Regions from separate parts of the Mus musculus genome. Here region 1 is linked to region 2. A link is a contact called in public promoter capture Hi-C data. All regions are on one chromosome and are shown on one strand. The core of a region is the stretch at or near the end of the contact, and the rest is flanking DNA. Distances in the headings are between cores, read along the strand shown.

Region 1 (6,630 bases), core at 3,359-5,858, 1.0 Mb after region 2:
AAACAGCTTTGAAGAATTATATATATAACTTTTCCTTTGATAGATCCTGCTCTTGGACACTGGTAACTTTGGCAGCAGAACGGAAAGGGATTGTGTCCCATTTTATAGGTGGAGGGATGGAAAGGGGGCAGTTAAAATCTGCTCGCTTCCCACTGGATTTCAGGCCAGAATGGATCAGCAAGGTCCTGAGAACTCAGTGGTGGGGACCAAGTCGGATTCAGACTAATATCACAGAACGTTGGACATGGCTCAGATTGTAAGAGTGCTTGCAAGCAAGGTTGACCATCTAGTGTGATCCACCTGAAGGTTGCCACAACACACTAAAAAACCCAAACAAACAAAAAACAAAAAAACAAAACCACCCAAATATAAACAAACGAAAATCGCAAACTCCCATCGGAACGTTCATTGGTGTCCAGATCCCGGGAAGGGAAACGGTTGCAGGTCATTTCTGGTGCTCAGGGATTGCCTTCCGGACGCCGCTGAGACTTGGAAGAATCTTAAAGGGAAGACGGGAGCTGACACCATTTGCACGGAACTTTGGGGCGCGCTCGGAGGAGACAGGTGGGAGAGGGGTGGATGTCAGTGGGTTGTGGGCTGGCCAATGTCTTGTCTGCTCTCAGAGCTTCTGAGGTTTGTAGTCACTTATTTCTAGGATCAAAGATGAATTTCACGTAAACACCCCTTTTAGCTGACACGCCTAAAAATGCTGAGGCAGGGGGATGGTCTGAAGCTAGAGAATATCCTGGATTAGCAACGTTGGCGCGGGTCTAGGACACAGACGCAAAATCTGCAGCAACTAGAGAGGCACGAGAGTCTCGGAGGCCGGAAGTTCTGGCAGTCCCCGTCGTTTCTTTTATGAAGTAGCGCTATGCCTTATGGGAGTTGTAGTCCAAGAGTGAGCCACACTTACGGGTTGGAGGAGTCTGCACGGTGTTGGACGCCACCTAGAGGTGCTGAGTCTTTCTGCATCTTAAAATCAAAGAGCTTTCAAGTCTATTAATAATTTTTTTTATGTGCGTTTTACTTATACTTTTTTTTTTTTTTTGGTTTTTCGAGACAAGGTTTCTCTGTATAGCCCTGGCTGTCCTGTTACTTATACTTTGAGATACTGTGGTCAATGGTTTGTTGTTTTGAGGCAGGATCTTCTAGCTCCAGGCCTGCATGGAACTTGCTGCAGTCCTCCTGTCTCAGCTTCACAAAAGCAAGGATTGTAGGTAGGTATGAGCAAGCCACAACACCTAGCTTTAGCGTTAGGGTTTGTTTTCTATATCTACCTCTCAGGGGCCTGCAAGATGGCTCAGCTTGTAAAGGCACTTGCCACCATACCTGAGTTTGATCTCTGGGACCCAGAAGAAGAAGGAAAAGAAGAAGGAGGAGGAGGAGGAGGAAGAGAAGGAGGAAGAGGAGAGGGGAAGGGGGAGGGGGGAAGAGGAGGAGGAGAAGGAGAAGGAAACTTTCATAGGCCCGTTCTCTGACCTCCACATTTGTATACCCATCCAAATAAATGATAAAAATATAACAAAATGGATCTATACCTCCAGAAAAGCATAAGTGCAGGTGCACATAGCTATGTAAAATAGGTGTTCAGAGAAGCCAGAGAGTTTTGAGTGTCTTCCTGTATGGATATCCGTCATTTATTTAATTTTGAGATAGGGTATCATTTTATAGCTTGGGCTAGCCTGGTATTCCGTATCCAGACCAGGATGGCCTCGAACTCAGAGATCTCCCAGTCCTCTGCCTCCCCAGTGCTAGTATTAAAGTATGGGCCACCTAGCTTCTTCTCATATTTTGAGATAGCCTCACGATGAGATGAACTTGGAGTGCACGGCTTTGGCTAGGCTGGCAAGCCATCAAGCTCCAGGGATCTGCCTGTCTCAGTACTGAGGTTAGAGACAGTTAATGGCATGGGCAATGTTATCACAGACTCTAGAATCACCAGAAAGATGTGTCTTTGGGCATGGGGGATTATCTTAATTAAATTAATTGAGGTGGGAAAACCTACCTGCCTGCTTGCTGTGGTAGCTAACACCTTGGGAGGACCCCGGACTGAATAAATGGAGAACAGGAGCTAAGAAGTACCATGTGTGGGCTGGAGAGATGGCTCAGAGGTTAGGTGTACCAACTGCTCTCCCAAAGGACCCAGGTTCAATTCCCAACACCCACATGGCGGATCAAAATTGTCCGTAACTCCAAGATCTGACACCTTCGCACAACATCCATGCAGGCGAAACACCAATGCACATAAAATAAAAAATGAATAAATTAAAAGGTTTATTTAAAAAAAATACAAATTGACAGAGATCCACCTGCCTCTGCCTCTTGAAAGCTGGGGTTAAAGGCATGCACCACCATGCCATGTATATAAATATATAATATATAAAAGTTATATATAAATTATATGTAACATAACATATATTTATAATATATATTAGCTCTCCTGTATCCTAGGCTGTTCTCAAACCTGGGATAAGATTAGATAATAGGTTTGTACCATCATACTTGGATGCTTAATCTGTTTATATTTAATTTGTATCAGTTTTTGATTTTGTTTTTTAATTTTTGAGACAGGTTTCTCTGTGTAGCCCTGGCTGTCCTGTAACTCACTTTGTAGACCAGGCTGGCCTCAAACTCAGAAATCCACCTGTCTCTGCCTCCCAAGAATTTGTATCAGTTTTAATTATGTGGCAGTGTGTGTGTACACCTTAGTGCAGATGTCCTTGGAAGCCGGGAGGTGTCGGATCTCCTGGAGCTGGAATTAGCGAGGTGCTGGGCACTGGAAACTGAACTGAAGCTCTCTGGAAGTGCAGCAAGTGCTTCTCACCGCTAGCCATCTCTTCAGTCCCTGATTTCTGAATCAATGATCTCAGGGTGCCACATGCCTTTAATCCCAGCACTTGGGAAGCAGAGGCAGGAGGGTTTCTGAGTTCGAGGCCAGCCTGGTCTACAGAGTGAGTTCTACAGAGAGTAGCCAGGGCTACACCCCGTCTCGAAGAAACCAAAACCAAAAACAGAATTAATGATCTCTTCTCAGTCTCCTCTCCTTGTCCCTTCCCACTTCCCCTGTTCTCCCTCCCCGTCCCCCTCCCCTCTCTCCTCCCCTTCTCTCCCCTCTCTCCCTTCCCTTCTCCTCCCTTCCCCTCTTCCCCTCCCCTTCCCTTTCTCCTTTCCCTAGGGCCTGGCTGGTGGCAGTCAAAAATGCTGGCCACCGGGCTACATCTACAACCGCCCCAAATTACATGCTATTTTAGACACTTGGAAAAGTATCTTTCTAATTGACCAAATCTTAAAAACTTGCTTCACATTTTCTTCTGTCTCTTAAAAAAATAGGTTAAAAAAAAAACTATCCAAGTAACAGAGGTACAATAAATTAGTAACAGTTTTACACTAAATTGTCAAAACTGACTTCCGATTAGCTAATAGGAAAAAAAAAAATCACCATGTCAATACTCAAACTCCACCGAGGCACATAGGACCTCACAGAGACTGTGAGAGCACACACAGGCCTGTCCGTGTTCAAGCCAGATGAGGTCCCAGCACTGAGAGGGGAAGTAGAGATGGCCTCCCATCCCTAACCAACAAGCCATCTTCAGTTGATATCATCAAGGAAAAAGTAGTTCTCTGTAGCGGGGTCTCACTGGGTATATTAGGCACACTTAAGGGTGGGCTCCGTGCCCAGCAGGAAACGGGTAACACAGAACAAACTCAATGGTATTTTTTAAAAAAGATTTATTTATTTATTATATGTAAGTACACTGTAGCTGTATTCAGACACACCAGAAGAGGGCATCAGATCTCATTATGGATGGTTATGAGCCACCATGTGGTTGCTGACAATGGTATTTTTTAAAGCCTTTTTGTTTTATATTGCATAAAAAAAAATTACTGGCCTTCTGCTGGTATGTTATGGTTTCCCAGTTTGTGTTTTTAATTTTTTTTAAAGATTAATTCATTCATTTTATATATGTGAGTACACTGTAGCTGTCTTCAGACACATCAGAAGAGGGAGGGCATCAGATCCCATTACAGATGGTTGTGAGCCACCATGTGGTTGCTGGGAATTGAACTCAGGACCTTTGGAAGAGTAGTCAGTGCTCTTAACCGCTGAGCCATGTCTCCAGCCCGTGTTTTTAATTTTATAGATTTTGTTTGCATGTGTTTCTTCCATTATTTTTCTCTAAATTCTTTTATTTTAGTTTTTAAAATTTGTTTTCTAACGAGAGAAGGGGGAAAAAAAAAGGCGAGATGTTGGGTGAGTGAAGGAGAGGGGAGGATCTGGGAGGAGTTGGGACCGGGGAACCATAATCAGAATATATATTGTATGAAACAAATTTTTTCAATGAAAGCAAAAAGTAAAGAGCAAACCAAACCAAACCAAAACAACATCAACGACAAACAATAGCATCACCAGCAGCAGCAGCAGCAGCAGCAGCAGCAGCAGCAGCAGCAGCAGCAGCAGCAGCAGCAACAACAACAACAACAACAACAACAACAACAACAAAACACAACAGCAACAAAAAACCCAACAGCAACAACAAACCCCAAACTACAGATCCCAGCAGCCCCGCATGGCAGGCTCGATCCTGGGCAAACAGCCAATGAGAAGCTGTGTTTGCAAAGGGCTGGCTTGACGTCTGGGTGCTCGCTGGTTTGGAAAGTCCTGCTGAAATGTAAAGAGCTTTGCTGTCGCCCCGGAGCTCACAGTGTCGGTGGCGTCGGAGAGGACTGACTCATCCGCTGTAAATGGACGCGATACTGAACTACAGGCCGGAGGGCAGCGAGGACTACTACGCCTTGCTGGGATGCGATGAGCTCTCCTCGGTAAGCAGGGTTGCAGGTTCTCACCAGGTCGCCTTTGAGATCAGCCACGTCTCCTGGAACTCCAACCTCGTACCATTTGGAAGGAGTTTCGGCTCGGAGAAAGTGAAGGATTAAAATGCTTGCTGGTTAATTTGAGGAAAGGACTCCGAACTTCAAAGTATTAGCTGGGAGAGGGACCACATACAGTTTTTATTTATTTAGAGCAGCGGTTCTCAACCTGTGGGTTGCTACGGACTTGGGGTCGCATATCAGATATCCTGCACATCAAATATTTTTAATTACAATTCATAAACGCAGCAAAATTACAGTTATGAAGTAGCAACGAAATAATTTTATGGTTGGGGGTTACCGCAACGTGAGGAACTGTACTAAAGAGTCGCAGCATTAGGAAGGTTGAGAGCCACTGCCTAAGTAAAGGCTGCGATTTAGAGCTCAGGAGGCGGGGCCCCCTGTCTGTAGTCTCCTCGTTCAGAGAAAGTCTCATGGATTTTATAGTACCATTATAACCTCAAATGGTATTAAATACCATTATAATTTCAAATCAAATCAAGTTAGATGTCATATCTGGTGGGAGATTTTTCTTTTAAAGAAAGTAATGCTTCCCTTAGACATCATATACTTGAGACAAATGTGTTATTCTTTTTTTTTTCGAGACAGGGTTTGTCTGTATAGCCCTGGCTGTTCTGGAACTCACTTTATAGACCAGGCTGGCCTCGAACTCAGGAATCCGCCTGCCTCTGCCTCCCGAGTGCTGGGATTAAAGGCGTGAGCCACCACGCCCAGCCAAATGTGTTATTCTTTTAAAGACTTATTATTTTTGTTTTATGTGCATGCATGCATGCCTGTATGTATATATGTATGTGCATTTGGGTTCTATTTGGCTGAGTAGGGATACTTACTCTGTCATATAGCCTGCATTACTTTTTTGTTTGTTTTGTTTTGTTTTTGTTTTTGAGACAGAGTTGGCTTGGAACTCACCATCTCAGCATGTAGATCAAGTTGGCCATGGTTCACAGACATAACTTGCCTCTGCCTCATAGGTGATGGGATTAAAGGCATGTGCCACCATGCTTAGCCACAAAGCCAATTTTTTTTTAAACATCGATAGTTATAATTAGTTTAAAGAAATATCCTACTACACATACATTTTTATTTAAAAATTATGTTTTATTCGTTGAACCTTTGTATGTTGGGTTGGACCAGATCTTTGGTTCAAGAGTCACTTAAGACACCAAGATGGATGACCTGTGTACTGTAATTCTAAGGGCCGATCCCCCAAATAAAACAAACAAAACCAACCCCCCAAAACTATGCTTACTGCAGTCCCTTTTGCATGACAGTTCCTTAGTTCTTACTCTGAATTAAGCCTTGCTTTGGCTTCATTGAGGCTATGGTAGTCTGTTTCTCTAGATAAGCCACACACTGTGGAGCTAAATTCTTGTCTCATTTCAGATTTTCTCCGTAGACAAGTTTTTAGTATTAGAATTCTGGGTCAAAGACTAGAGATAGAGGTTTTTCATATATATACATATATATGTATATATACACACATATATGTTTTTCCACACATATATGGAAAAATATGTGTATATGTACATGTATATATGTACATTATATGTTTAACATATATGTACACTATATATTTCATATATTATATATGCACACATATATACATTATATATGCCACACACAAATATAATTATGTATTTCATATATAATGTATATTTCATTCACATTACATATGCCTGCAAATATATATTATATGTGTACTTGAATTCACTTTTAGAAATGTGTACCTACTTAATTAAG
Region 2 (6,901 bases), core at 3,998-6,497:
TCAGAAGCCAATGTTCTTTTCAAGAAATTAAAAAAAAATCTACCTGCTGGTAAAAATCACACACGCACGCGCGCACACACACACACTCTCTCTCTCTCTCTCTCACAATGAGATAGTCAGATATAACCAACGTAACACAGTAGGAAGCTTCCTCAGGTCCCACCGGTATGGTTTATTAACTTGGAAGATGGTGGGGTGGGCACCTGTCCTCCCTTCCCCAACTAGACCTTCTTCTTTCTTTCAAGGAGAAGGCTGGCCACGATTTCCCCCAGAGAACAGGAGTGTGGGCAGCGGCAGCATCAAGAGGCGTGGCCAGATGAGGAGGCCTCCCCACAGCCAGCAGCTCCCTGGTCTATTCCTCACGACCCTTCCTGTGAATGACAGGTCTCTGCTCTAAGGGAGAAATCCGATGCCTCTGGTGGAGGGACGGAAAATATGACAGAACACTGGCCAATGAGGTATTAGCTTTGCATGCAACAGAATTTGCTTCTCTCTCTCTTTTTAAGTGATTGTTGTTTTGGTTGGTTGGTTGACTGGTTGGTTTTTTAAGCCAAGGTTTCTCAATGTAGCTCTGGCTGTCCTGGAACTAGCTCTGTAGACCAGGCTGGCCTCGAACTCAGAGATCTATCTGCCTCCTCTGCCTTCTGGGTGCCGGGATTAAAGATGTGTGACATTACTGCCTGGCCATAAAATTCTTCTTAGAGTTCAATTTATTAATACTATTACTATTGATGTGAGTGCAGGCATGCTTTTGTTGAAGTCACAGGACGGCATGTGAGAGTTGGTTCTCTCCAACTGTGGGGTACAGGGATCGAACTCAGGTCCTCGGGGCTTGTGAAGTGAGCCCTTCAGCCAACCGAGTCAACTTGCCTGCCCGGTTTTCATGATTTCCTAACTCACCTCCCTAAGCAATAAGGAACAGAACTGCTCTGAAGCAGGGCCTCACAGTGTACCCTGAGCTGGCCTAGAACTCTCAAGTTTCCAGACTCAGCCTGCCACAACTTGTGGTTACAGCCGTCAGCTCCATATTTTCTTCCTCCTCCTCCCCTTCCTTTGTAGCTCTACCAGGCAGTCTGAAGAAATAAAGGGCATTTGCTTATCAATTAAAAGCCACCCAAGGCTTTTCCCTTGCTCTACCTGGCCTTCCTGGGTCCGGCCACTGGACAAATCACATCCGTTTGTTCCCTGTTGATGCAGATTGTGTGGGGCTATGGGGATCCTGCCAGAGAAAATCCACTGGTGTTTGCTGCTTGCTGTTCTGGCAAGGCTAGGGAGAAAGACATCTGGTCCTTCTTATTTCTTATACTCCTGGCTCCATTTTTCTTTCTATATTATTTTTTTTCCTACCTGCCACTGCTTCACAAGTGCTGAGATTAAAAACATACTGCATCTGGTCTTTTCTAAATTATGTCTGCATGTGCCCACCTCAAGGAGCCCCTGATGGACACTCCCTCTTGGAGCTGAAGTTACAGGAGGTTGGAAGCCACCTGGGAAGAGTATGGGAACTGAACTCGGGGACCTCTGCAAGAACAGTAGGCAGTCTCAACCACAGAGGCATCTCTCCAGCCCTTCATTTTCCTGAACAAACAGGCAGCATGCCACGCAATACTCCACCCTCCAGGTCCTTCTCGGTGACACACAATGGAGGGGGCAGGGCTATGCAGGGCGTGTTTAAGAGCCACTTGGAGGTTAAAGGGCCCTGACTTTCCCATTCTGGATAGCTGGCATCTTGTGAATGGAAGTAGTCACAAAGATGCATGCAATGTTCATTCCTCTTAAAAACCTGAGTGAAGGAAAATGTGTGCCTTATGCTTCTGTCCACCAAGTCCCCTTTTTTGTGGCACCCTTTAACCGGCACTATGCAAAAGCAGCCGGGAGCACGGGGATGTGAGCTGAGAAGTCAGAGGCTTCATCCATTTCTGCCCAGGACCTGTTCTCAAGGCTGGATTATTGCGGGCTCCCAGGCAGTGGAGGGAAATAAAACCGTCTCCCGGGTGCCTTTGTATTCTGGGCAACCCTGAAAACCTTCCCCCAACGAGATCCAATTTCCTTCCTCCTAGCTGAGAGCAAGGTCCTGTATATCACCCGAGGCATGTCTCCATAGCCCCATGGGCTGGCTCCCTGAGGCTGGAGAACTGAATCATCATGGCTGCCCACACTTAGGAGAGTCTCCACTCACTGGGTTCTCTTTAGAGTAGCACACACAGGGCCCAGCTCCACCAAAAAAAAAAAAAAAAAAAAAAAAAAAGGAGCAAGATTTGGGGACTAGCACTTCCAGGCAGCCTTTCTCATAACAGAAGTGGGGTGGGAAGGACAGGAAGCTAATAAACTGACTCATGGGAGCAAGTGACCACTGTGTGCCCTGGGAGCCTCCTAAGGACCACACCCACATATGGCAGAGCACTCTACAGGTAGAGGTGATCTCCTGGAAGCTTAAAAAGCTTCTAAGTTCTGTGTGCAGTGCAAAAGGAAGCTCTTGTTTTGTTTGTTGGTTGTTGTTGTTGTTTGGTTGGTGGGTTTGGTTTGGTTTGGCGTTTTTTGGTTGGTTGATTTTGTTGTTACTCAGTTTTTTGTTTGTTTGTTGTTTGTTTTTTGGTTTTTCGAGACAGGGTTTCTCTGTATAGCCCTGGCTGTCCTGGAACTCACTTGGTAGACCAGGCTGGCCCCGAACTCAGAAATCCGCCTGCCTCTGCCTCCCAAGTGCTGGGAGGCCACCACGCCCTGCCGTTGCTCAGTTTTTGTTTTGAGGGTTTGTATGTTTGTTTGTTTTGGCTTTTTTGTTTTTGTTTTGTTGTTGTTGTTGTTGTTGTTGTTTTTGGAGGGGGGTGGTTCCAGACAGGGTTTCTCTCTGTATTCCTGGCTGACCTGGAATTTGCCCTGTGGACCAAGCTGACCTTAAACTCACAGAGATCCACCTCTGCCTCCCAAAAGCTGGGATTAAAGGCTTGAGCCACCACCCACCGTCAGGCTGAGAGCTCATTTGTTTTTAAGGATCTCCTACACAGAACGAAATGAAAGTTTCAGTTTAGAGACCTTGCTCCAGCAAAGCTCTGGGATAGAGGTGGGGGAGGGGATATCCCAATCTCAGAGTGAGGGCTTTAGTTAGGCACCGTTTGAATCGGTGCTCAGATACCCACAGGGCCTGGGAGATGGAATGGGACGGAGGTGAATCAGGCCACTTGTAGTGGAGCGCCTTAGTCCAACTCAGCCACCGGTGGCCACCCAGCACGGTGTCAGGGAGCAGCCAGGCAGCTGGCAGCCACACAGGTGGCTGTGGGTGTGAGGCTGGAGGCTTAGTTTACAAGGTCATTGGGCCTCCACCCACCATTGCACGCCTGAGCCACAGAGGGTATCTAGAGTGGGAGAGCTGTGGACTCTTGATTCGGGAGGCCTATCCTAAGTGCACTCTGCCCTCCTATCTTCCCTTTCCATGGGATAAGCATGTCCACCGCCATGGAAGAAACTCAAGCAATTACACGTGTTGATGCATAGCTCCCTGACATCAGGTCAGGGATGGGGGTGGGGGTGGGAGATTGACAGTGAAGCCCTTCAGCACCCTATTCCTGGTCCCTATTCAGGATAAGAGCTGCATCTCCAACAGTCTTGTCTCTCAGCACCTCCCCTTCAGCTGACACCCAGGGGGAGTCTTGGTCAAGTTCTCGAGTGGGAGGAGGGTCAGAGCCCCGCCCAGACTCCACCTCTAACCAGCTGTGTGACCTTCAGGAGGTCACAGTCCCCGGTAAGACTGCTTCTGAAGGTGCAGGATGAGAAGTCTCAGGCCAGGAAAGGACAGAGCCTAGTCACTGCCGCCTCTCACCTGTAGATAGTACCTCTTGTCCCAGTGTCTGTCAGGGTGATGATGCTATTAACCTATCCTAGGGTAGGTAAGGCATACCCATAGCACAAATAAAAATGTCCTAGGTGTTTTCCTAACCAACTTAGTCTATCTCAGGAAAAAAACATCCCGTCTTACTGATGGTGGCAGAAAAGTGAGGTACATCTTTAAGACCCACCAGCAGACGGCACTTTATACTAGATGAACATCACCCCTAGGACCCAGCGTCCATGTGCAAGAACTCACAAGTCACAAGGAACGAATGCCAACCCCTCCGAGCTCTTCAAGTGACTAAAGTGTCTTATTTGAGCTCCTAGGCTGAGACTGCCTGGAAATTACAGGTTTAGAGGAAGAAAAAATTCCATTCAGACGTGCGGTTCTCGACCTGAGGCCTATGAGCAAAGTTTCCGGTGGCCTCTGCTCCCCTCCCCTCACCGGAAAGCCAGGCGGGTCACCCCGTCCTCAGAGTAAGGAGCAGCTGCAACAGCTGGGGGAGCCCAGTGACAGTTTCAGGAGGGCATCGTATTCTCCAAATGGGAACCCCAAATATGGGATGCCTGGCTTCCAGCCAGCACCCCCGCCAGCTGCTCACTCACCTCCCCAGCCTATCTCGGCGATCACACCTTCCCCGCCCACGGCGCGCGTGGACCTTTCAAAACAGGCCTATAGACAGGCCAGCTGGTCCCCACCTAGACAGGTCTCAGCCCGGCACTGCGTGCGGGTACCCATCTGACATCCATGGTCCTTTTCAAGGACACTGCAGTATGCAATCCAGCCGTGGGAGGAAGGGGGGGGGTCTTCAGCCGGCCGCCCAGCTCCTCAAACCACAAGCACGCCCGCATGCCCACAATGCCCGGGTGAATCCCAGCATGAGGCCTGTCGCCTGCACCCTGTAGTCCAACTAGATGCTGTCTAGCCGGGAGAGGCCGGGGGGAGGATGCAGGCGGTGGCGAGCGGATGCGGGAATGCAAGGCTGTGGCCAGGGCGGCGCCGGCGGGGCTCACCTTTTTGACTTGGTCATCCTTCAGCTCGGTGAAGTAATATGCCAGTAGTTGCGCGGCGATCATGTTGACGGTGGGGGATGCGGAGAAGCAGGTGTGGGGCCAGTGGCTCCTCAGTAGCCCTGGTGAGCAGTGGTCCTCCAGCGGCGGATCCGCGACTCCACCTCCTCCTCCCTTGGCTCCTCCCCCTCAGTCCCTGGGCGGGGCGTCTGCCTGCTCTCTCCAGACCTCCGAGCTCCCGTCCCCGGGAGGGTGACAACCGCCAGCCGGCCCACCTCCTCAGTCCCCATTGGCTACAAGGCGCCACTGCCGCGCTATGGCTGGGGCTTCCCAGCCAGAGCAGGAGAATGACGGCCGCTCCCTCCCGCGCCGGAAAGGAGGCATCACCCTGCACGTTCCCCACGTAAGGAGCGCGCGGTCACGCGTGGTGGCACAGTGCCAAGCCAGAGTGGGTGGGGTGTGGGACACGATCTGGAGGGGACCAGAGGACAGATCCAGGACACCACAAACTGGAGAACGCGAACGGAGCCACACCCCTTCCTCGGAGATTAGGGCTCGTCCCCCACCCCTCCCATCCTCCCTGTTGGGGAAGCACACAAGTGGGCGTGGAAAGAGAGCGGAAGCCGAAACTAGGCGGCTTCACAGATCTTGCACTGGGTCCCTGTGCCTGCCTGCCATCGAGGATCCAAAATCTAAGGATGATGCTCGGAGTCCCACCACAGCCTGTCAGAGTTCACATAGCGAAACCCAAAGCGCCTGCCCCTGTGACATCATGTAAGAGCTCATGGTCCCCGAGTGGGAATTTTGGCCTATTCCCAGCCTGTCCCGATCCTCCCACCCTTCTCTAGCTCTTGGGCATCCGGGTTCTGGGAGGTTGGGGGTACTGTTCAGGACTCAGGTTGAGGGGAAATCGTATTTGTACCTTATGACAAGTAAGAACTCTGACATACAGAAGTGGCTCTGATTCTACAGGTGAGGAGTCTGAGGCAATGCGTTACAGTTGCTGCTCAGGAGTCGGGCAGGGTTTTCTTAGCTTCAGTGCTGGTGACCTGGCCGTTGTATGCAGTGTCTCTTACTTAAGCTTCCCTTGCAGGCCATGTTCCCATGACCAGGGCTGCAGCATCTGTCCTGAGGGAACTATAGAGGCTAACTTCTAGCCCACACCTGGGGGGCTAGGAGCCCATGCCTGGAACACCCCTCAAGTACCCCAGGACCCTTCCAGCCACCACTGCCCACTGAGAAAGAGGTGGTAGACCTGATACCTCTATCCAGGACACATCCCCACCCTGCCCAATGGCAGGTGCAGATGTGTCCTCAGTCACTTCTTTACCCCTAAGATGGAGCTGTAACTACTGATGTCTACACCCCATGATTTTTGTGAAAGAGCATAAACACTTGTGTCTAACAAATTAAGTGGGAAGTACTCTCATAGAATGAACTTGGGAGCCTACAGGTTAAAGTTTGGGGGGGGGGGCGCAACCTGTATATCGCCATTTCCAGGCCCAGGGAGGGCCTAACTGTTGTATTTAAATTATTTTCCTAATAGGATCTCCCCTCAAAAAGATTAGCATTTGAGGCCCACATAAATCTCAAACTAACACACACACACACACATATGCACAGGCGAACGCTACCAACATGGCCACCAGTGTCAGGACAAAATGGTTCTTCTAAGCTGCATTCGACTCTGCAAATGTAGTTCTGCCAGCCAGCTCTCAAGGCTGGGACATCTTTGAGGATGGAGGGTTGTTTTGTTTTCTCAGAGCTCTGTAGGTTGAATGGGCCATCTCTCTGCTCCCCGTGTTAGACTCACGGCCCCCTCACTCAGCCTTCAGCTATCACTATAATCTGTCCCCATACAACCCTTACCCAACAAACCAGAATTGGGAAAAAGCTGGCCAAACTTATAGGCAGGTAGGCACCTCTGCTATCCCTTCCCCCAACCCCTGTACCAAGGTGACTCAGTACACACACACACACACACACAGAGGCACTAAGGCTTAGCATTATTTCCTAATTCACATCTCTAAGTCAGACTCACTGCCGCTCCCAATACCATTACCAC

What was found. Capture Hi-C pulls out chosen DNA fragments and counts their contacts.
Region 1: a promoter capture Hi-C map of liver shows a contact between it and region 2, with 2.8 times the contacts expected there. The contact joins the promoter of Dnajc12 here to the promoter of Hk1 in region 2. A contact is called at or near these places in 1 of 39 promoter capture datasets (pre-B cells), 1 of 484 Hi-C or Micro-C datasets (CD4 T cells), 1 of 115 datasets of contacts at active chromatin or transcription factors (thymic regulatory T cells) and 2 of 9 other capture datasets (adipose tissue and liver).

Annotation. Positions count from the first base shown.
Region 1 is chr10:63,381,955-63,388,584 of GRCm38.p6, forward strand. It overlaps Dnajc12 (DnaJ heat shock protein family (Hsp40) member C12), which reads left to right and starts at 4,609. Exons shown (of 5, transcript NM_013888.3): 1 at 4,609-4,821. The coding sequence starts at 4,744.
Region 2 is chr10:62,335,174-62,342,074 of GRCm38.p6, forward strand. It overlaps Hk1 (hexokinase 1), which reads right to left and starts at 5,248. Exons shown (of 18, transcript NM_001146100.1): 1 at 4,840-5,248. The coding sequence starts at 4,902. It overlaps Hk1os (hexokinase 1, opposite strand), which reads left to right and starts at 5,061. Exons shown (of 3, transcript NR_168630.1): 1 at 5,061-5,239.